Linked DNA regions of Delphinus delphis: region 2 is linked to region 1. The links are chromatin contacts, called in public Hi-C maps. All regions are on one chromosome and are shown on one strand. The core of a region is the stretch at or near the end of the contact, and the rest is flanking DNA. Distances in the headings are between cores, read along the strand shown. Region 1 holds the start of ANKRD17 (ankyrin repeat domain 17). Region 2 holds the start of COX18 (cytochrome c oxidase assembly factor COX18).

Region 1 (3,915 bases), core at 379-2,878:
TGCCTTAAGTTACAACTTCTTTCTTCAGATCAAGATTTTCAAGCTTCCATTTCAGGGAGTGGACAAAAGAGTTACAAAAGAGCTGCTAACTAGTAAGGCTAACTCTTCTTCGCTTGTTCTCAGTATGGTTGGTATGTTTTACTGAGTTTTGGTTAAATGGTCTTCTTTGAAGAATGAGGTCCTGCAACGCCGCCTGTCTGTGGACCCAGGAAAAATTATAAACAGTTATTATGAAACCAGATCACTAGGACAAACCAAGAGGCCTTCCTATTCCAACTCACCACAACCAAGCCTGGCTCCAAAGCAGACTCTTCAGCTGCCTGACGTTATGTGGAAAGCAACAGGGCCTAGCTTAATTCTTCCTCACCAAGGAAGCATTTGAAAATGTAAGAGTATGTACATGTAAGGATCAAACATATTTTTCATCCACCGAGTTACATATAAATGTATATGGACATAAGATCAGTTCATCCAAAATCCTTGAGAGATTGAGGAAGTGAAGGTTACTTCAGCAGCCACAATAGTTATGAAAAAAAAAAAACCTGCAGCAGAACAGTATGGAAAAGTACAGCTTCTCACGTGTCTCTCACGTACACAAATACCTAGCTCTGAGTCCATTACAACCTTGCCTCCCCCCAAAACTGCTCCCCTCCACCTCACAAGTGGGAGAAATGTACCAACCTCCTAGTCGTTCCTCACGAAACTCATCTACCTATTATCTTACCCCTCCAGCTTTGGTCCCGCCCCCGCCCCAGGAGTAACACGGCCCTACTGGCCCAAGGCCGACCCCGCCGGCTGGGCAAAGAGGGAATCTAAGCGATTCCCTCCATCCTAAACCGAGTGAACCATGCCAGGGTAACGTGCTGTTCACCAACTCTGTGCACTCCGTGGTCCTCCCACCCCCACGTGTCAGCTACCCTCCCCCACATGTCCACACCTCACAATTTCGGCCGGGGAAAGAAAGGGGGCAGTGGAAAGCCTGGCCCCTAAGACAGATCAAGCCCACAGGAATCTGTCCCACCGCAAGTCCCCTCCCACCTTTGGCCCCTACCCTTTACGCTCCCTTCCTCCCTCCTTCCCTTGAAACCAGGCCCTTGCCTCAGAAACCTCCTCTTCCTCGTCGTCGTCGTCCTCTTCTTCCTCGCTGTTGTTGCTGCTGGTGCCGCCGCCGCCGCCGCCTCCGCCGCCGCCTCCACCGCCGCCGCTGTTGTCGCTGTCGCTGCTGCTTTCGCTGCTGCTGGGGGGTCGGCAAGTCCGGTTACGCTTGGCCTTGTGGTGTTGCTGCGGCAGCGGCTTCTTCTTCAGGAGCAGGTCGCAGACTCGCACCATCCCACGAGGAGACGAGGCCGAGCAAGCCCCGCTGCCGCCGCCGCCGCCAACGCCGCTGCCGACCTCCGCCGCCGGTGCAGCCGCGGGGGGGCCCGCCACAGCCGCCACCGCCGGGGGGCTCCCTTCTCCCTCAGCTGCCGCCGCCGCCGCCGCCACCGGAACCGTAGCCTTCTCCATCTCCGGGGAAAGAGGGAGGGCGCGGACGGGGGAGGGGCGTGGGGGCTACGCTCTACCGCGATTTCGGCCGCACCGGGACCAACACAGCGCTCGGTGCCGCCTCCGCCGCCACCGCCTCGGTCACCTCTACTGCTGCCGCCGCCGCCGCCGCTCCGCCAGCTCTCACCTCGTCTCGCGATACTAAGGGCGGGGAGCCTGACGATGGGAGGGAGGGAGAGGGAGGGAGCGTGAGGGAGCTAGGAGGGGGTGGTTAGAGGCGAAGAGGGAGACCGGGGTGTCGGGAGATCAAGCGGAGGGGAGACTACCCAGAGTCGGGGGAAGTGTGCCTAGGGCGACTTCCGATGGGGGGACGCCAGGGACAGAGGAGGGCCGCGGTTACTGCCGTAGCGCCCGCTACACCCGGATTGCTTCTCTTTCCTCGCTATTTCCCCCGCACACAGCCCTTCAGACCTCCCTTCTTCCTTCCTCGGTGATGACTAGAACGCAGCCGCAGGCGGAAGTACGGATGACGCCATCAGTCGTCGCCTGAGCGGTGGCGCGCGGGTGGCCGAAACACGAAAGTGAGATTTCGAGGGTCGGGACTTGGGCCCCCGCGGGCGGGCAGTGCTGCGGTGCTGGGGGCGGGCGGGCAGGCTGGAGAGGAGCAGCCTGGGCCGGGTGGGGAACCCATACCGAAGCACGGACCAGACGCTTTGTTAGCTGGAGGCCCGGACTGCCTGATCCGGGAGGTGGAGCCTGGTTCTGGACTCTTGTACGTAGTTTCGTTTCTGGCCATTTTTTTCTACCGCCAAATGGTGAGTTAGGGCTGTGGATCTTGAGAGATGGCGTCGTGTAAAGGAAAGAGCCCACTTTGACTAAGTCTTGGGTCAGACTTCCTGAACCTGAGTTTACACCTGTGTAACATAAAGGAGTTCGACTAAGTGAAGTCTGAGATCACTACGACTCTGAAGTTTCCAAGGGGAGAAAACAGGAGAAGGAAGCAGAATCTGTGCCAGACTCTGCTGACGATTCAGTGAATGACCTCGATTTTGTCCTTCCACCCCTCACCTACTCAGCTTTTTATCTGTGAAGTAAGCATCATAAGTAGTCATCCTTGTCTGTGAATCTCTTGAAAGGAATATTGTGATGGGGGTTGTGAGTTCAGTTGTAGGTGTCTGAAGAACTTTCAGGACTTTTGGAATAATAACGTAGCTTATTGAACTTAGATTTATGCCTTTCAGGTTCAATAACACAGTAGCATAAGGAAAATGAAGGAAACATCAAAGAAAGATGTACTGGCACAAGATAAAAAGTATGTCTCAGCTGACATAGTTGCCGTTTTAAGACTGCTAAGTTTAGCTGAGTATGCCTGAATTTTTTTAGCCTTTTTTTTTTCTTTTTAGCATTGGCATACCATATGAAATGTGGGCAGTTGCCAGTACTCTACAGAGTACTATGGCAGAATTGGCAATGATTGAATCAATTCATTCAAGCAAAAATTCATCATGTGCCTACTGTGTGCATAGTTTGTAAAATCTAAGTCTCTGCTTCCTGGGGCTTTACAGTGTAATAAGTGTTATAGTAAATATACACACGAAGTGCTAATCATCTGCCTGTTCCTCTCCTACAGCGGTTGCTAAGTTCTGTGCAGAACAGTACACTACATTATGTATCTTAACGCTACAGATTTAGGTCTTAACCTCCTACTTATATATTCTTCAGCACCTTTTTCTCCCTTCCCACCAGAATACTTTTGCAGTCTTTAAATCCCAACCACATTTCATTATGTGACTTTACTTCAAACTTCACAAGAAGATCAATGCTATTAGTCACAAACTCCTTCAATTTTCCAAATGCTAGAAACTTAGGTACTTCTGGATCTTTCCTTTCCTCCAATATCAGAGGAATGAGACACTCCCAGCTCTTATATAAGATGAATTATCCGTCTGTACTCTAGTTCCAATCCCTGAGTTCTCTTCTATTATCTTTTCTGTCTTCAATCCTCTACATTTGTGGTTCCACTGTGTTTCCTTTCCTTCACAACCAAGCTTTAAAGAGTATTCTACATTCAATGTCTCTTTTTGTTATCTGAATTTCACTTATTAACCCTCTGCAGTCTGACTTATGTACCTATCACACTATCACAAATACTCTGTTTGAAGTAATCCCATTATTTACAACAAAGTGAATTCTTACTCTTTTATATAATAGGGAAATGATTATTTTGTTGGAACTATTAGAATAAGGTCACACCTATTAGAATGGACAAAGACCCTGGAGTGACTTTCTGTTCTTTTTATGTAGCATTTTTTTTCCTTTTAGAACCTTGTAATAGAGACTTGATTAGTCATTCATGAAACTTATTTCTTCTTCCTGGGCAAACAGCTAGACTAAATATCCCAACTTCCCTTTAGTTATTTGTGGTCATTT
Region 2 (3,915 bases), core at 1,016-3,515, 160 kb before region 1:
AAACCCAGCTCCATTGAAAATGCAGGAAACCTCAGATATGTCTTCCTAGAAAGCCACTCATCTGTCTAAGGATGTGTCTGGACAATCATCCTGCCAGTGCTGCATAAGCAAGGTGCCACAGTCTTGTCTAGGCTGCATTTATAACCCAGGTGAGCAGCTACTAATTTGTTCTTCTGGCCTAGAGCTGTAGTCCTCAGATTTCCCTGATCAGTAAAACTTCAAAACTATAGGTTTACCAACTTCCTATTTTAGCAAATAAAGACGTTAAGCTGTAAAAATGATTTTTTTTAAATGTCAGGTCTTTTTAACTCTATATAAAGAGGGACACAATTTCATACCAAAGATAGTTGGCAAATTTACACCTATATAGATAAAAATATATGAAAAGCTATATATATATATATATATATATATATTACATATTCATACTAAAAAAACCTTATTTTTCTCATTGCTGTGAACTGGTGAACACTTTGTCACAGTCAAGTAAGGATCAGAATTTGGGAAATTGACTAAGCAGAACTAGCTTAGGCTGATAGAAGGAGGTGGACTTAGAAGTTCCTAGTGGATGACTGTAGGCATAGAACTGTGCCATGGTCGAGCACCCTTGGGCAAGGGCTTTCTAAGAACCCAGGCAGACAACTACATAGGGTAACCAGAGCAGAATGACAACACCTTGCCTATCCAGTTGCTTTTACCATGTCATTCATACTTTCTACCTCCCCATTCCTTTGGGCTACTACCTGCTGTATGTTGTCAAAAGGTCAAGTTTGTAAATAACCTGTATCATTTGTTGACAAAAATCCCAACAACTGTCACAGTATCTTCATCCTGTGAAGCCTTTCCTGACTTTCCGTGATGACCCAACTCCTTGTACATAATCTTTTGTACAGTACTTAGTTCAGTCATTATTTGACTACATGTCTGTCTTTTTCAGTAGCCTGAAGTCCCTTAAGGACAAGGAACTCTCTCTTGTTTCCCTATTTTTTTTGCTTTTGGTCCAGTATATAAAACTACCATGCCACATAAACTTATTAAAATATTAAAGAGAAAAAAGAACTACTTTGCTGCTAAAGCTACAGAATACCAAAACCTATAATAAAAATCACTTACACATTATATATACGTATATATATTTTCATGGTGTTATATGCACAGAATTAGCTTACCTGGCAGCTCTTTTGGACCACCCCAACTGATTTGCACGAACTGCAACGTCTTGGTTAAGGTGCCTTGCAATGCTTTTTATTTCTGGCTGCAAATTTTCCACCTAGCTAAAGAAAAAGTAGGCTTTGTTATGGGAACATAAAAGATCTTTATTCATAACCATTCATAATTTCACTCTCTATTCCCTCAGCTCATTTAAAAATGTGGTTTACTGGTCATGTCAAGAAACCCTAAGTCTGCGTATAGGATGTTAATTTAAGATTTCCTCAGTTGCAACCAAATTCAAACTCCAGCTTGTACATCAGTATGATCTTGGACAAATTATTTAACCTCTAAAGTCCTATTCTCTCATATATAAAATGTATATCAGCACCTACTTCACAGGGCTATTATAAGGATTATATAAGAACTACACTCTGCACTTTAATGTTTCAATTCCTGGATTTCCCAGTAATGTCAACTGAGGAAACAGAAGTCCATTAAGAATCTTTAATATACTCTGTGGCAGTCACAGAGCCACCAAAAATTGCATTTACTTCTGCCCTGTGTTAATTCCTTTTTGTAAAGTAGCTCACTGCCTTACTGGTACTGATGACTAACACTAAGCACTCCGGGAGTACCTGGGGACCTTAAGCCCCGGGTAGACGTCGGCCAGTCCTCACCACGGAAGCGCGTCCATGCGCGGCTCGGCGCCCCTCACCTTGGCCAGGATGTAGTGCTGGTAGGCGGCCAAGGGCAGCGTGACAGCGCCGCGCAGGGCCACGGTGGTGAGAAGAATGCTGCCCCACCAGGGCAGGCCCGAGGCGGTGTGCGCAAAGAGCAGTACGTCCTCGGCGCCCTGCACCGGCGCCGACGTAGCCAGGGCTTCATACCAGCCACCCGCGCCGCTCGGGCCAACTGCAGAGACTGATGCCACCGCCCACAATGGCAGAGCGGAGGGCTTGGCGCCGCCGGTGGGGGCCGGTACGACCGGTGGGCCCAAGCCCCGGAGCTGCAGGGCAGGCCGCGGCTGCAGCCACCTAACGCTCAACCGGCACAGCATCTCTGCACACGACTGTATCCAACACGCGTACGACACGGGCTAACTGCGCGTACCGCTCAGCAAGGCCGCTACGCGCATGCGCTGGCGACGCCGGGCGTAAAGATGGCGGCAGCCCGCCGGCAGCCATAATTGACTTTCCCAATCACACCAGTGACGTATTGCGTCGCACTAGAGATGACGCAAGACGTAGGGAAGTCCCGCCTTTCCCACGCGGCACTAATCAAGCCTACTGCGCACACACGAAACTTCCGCGGTGCTGCGGTGGAGCTCCTCAGAGGCTCGACCGGAATTGCAGAGTCGGAGGTGGGGCTTGCTGCCCGGGGCGGGGCTTGCTGCACTGGGCCGGGAGAGGTGTTTTCTGGGAAGAGCTCACCTTGTAAAGTTGGTGTTCGGGTTGTGCCTTTCCGTTCTTTTTCACTTAAACTAATCGGGTCACGGTTTAAGTTTTACCTTATGTGATCAGGAGGTAGTCCCCCACGTCTTTTTGTGCGCGCCCCAATTGCTTCCGCTAGAGATTGAGATAGATTATACTACCCAGGAGTCAACATGTTGCTGAAATGCCAGTTTGGAGACAGGCGTGTGTTTCTGGATTGTTTTAATCAACAACCTTTATGCACTAGGCTTAGTTTAGTCTGTGGTATGTTTAATTGGCTCATCTGTCATAATAGACATTTTCAGACCCAACTTAAGTGTTTTCTTTCATCATAAAGAGCAGCAAAACACCTTATGTTAAGGGTAAAGTACCATCTCCTGAGTTAAGAGGAATTATCACTGGCAGCGCGGTGAATTCTTTACTGGGGCTTAACATATATCCTATATAAGCTTTCAAGAGCCTGAACAGCAACATTAGGTGTCTTCTGGTTAAAAGGAATAGGCTAAATGTATATGGGCTAATTTTGGGTTTTTTGCTCCTGGCAAAAGCAAACACGGGAATAACATGAAGGAGTTTCCTAAAAGAAGGGTCACCCCTACACCTAGAGGCCAAATTGTGTTGTGAGGAATAAAACGTTGATTAAAACGAAGGCTCCAACCAGTGTTGGGGTAATGTCAAACTGAAGCTACTGTTCTTGCTTCATTATGCACCTACCCAAGGGTACCAGATGCACCCTTTCCTCTGGATTCTGGAAGTCATCTTCCTTCAAATTGGCTGATAAATCCATGCATGAACTTTTGAATGTTAACACACACATTCCAATATCTGTTATATACAGAATTTACTTTTTAAAGGTAAAAACCTATCAATCTATCTCCCTATCCGTTTGTCAAGTTAAAACAAGCAACCTGTTGCTACTGACTACTGATTTAAAGTGGAAAGGAATTTTAGAGGGAAATATCTTGGCCCAAAGATTGTGAGTAAAGAAGCAACTTCTATGCTGCTGGATTCCTCTCCTCCCAGAGAACTGATGACATTAGGAGTTGGTCCTTCCACAGTGGCACATAAGCTTAGGGAATCTGATCTTTTGATATCCAGGAGAAAAGGAGATTAAAGGATAAAGATCCTAAAGTGAAAAATTCATATTTATGCATTCACTGTTCATATAATTTAAAACAAAAGTTTGTCAAGCTATTCCTCAAACTCCTAAGACTTCCTTTTGTTAAGCTGTATCAGGAGTCGGGACTGGGACCTCTTCAACCAGTGTAGGTCCACCCTTTCTGCTACATTTTGAGGTCACAAATTACATTCTCATTTACAAATGTTCCATTGT

Evidence for each region. Hi-C and Micro-C count contacts between places; a contact is called where the count stands out from the background.
Region 2: a Hi-C map of lung shows a contact between it and region 1, with 4 times the contacts expected there. The contact joins the promoter of COX18 here to the promoter of ANKRD17 in region 1. A contact is called at or near these places in 2 of 3 Hi-C or Micro-C datasets (lung and muscle).

What each region holds. Positions count from the first base shown.
Region 1 is chr5:49,059,098-49,063,012 of mDelDel1.2, reverse strand. It overlaps ANKRD17 (ankyrin repeat domain 17), which reads right to left and starts at 1,628. Exons shown (of 33, transcript XM_060012404.1): 1 at 1,099-1,628. The coding sequence starts at 1,506. It overlaps LOC132425916 (a long non-coding RNA gene), which reads left to right and starts at 2,011. Exons shown (of 3, transcript XR_009519541.1): 1 at 2,011-2,066.
Region 2 is chr5:49,224,511-49,228,425 of mDelDel1.2, reverse strand. It overlaps COX18 (cytochrome c oxidase assembly factor COX18), which reads right to left and starts at 2,265. Exons shown (of 5, transcript XM_060012408.1): 1 at 1,868-2,265; 2 at 1,170-1,270. The coding sequence starts at 2,209.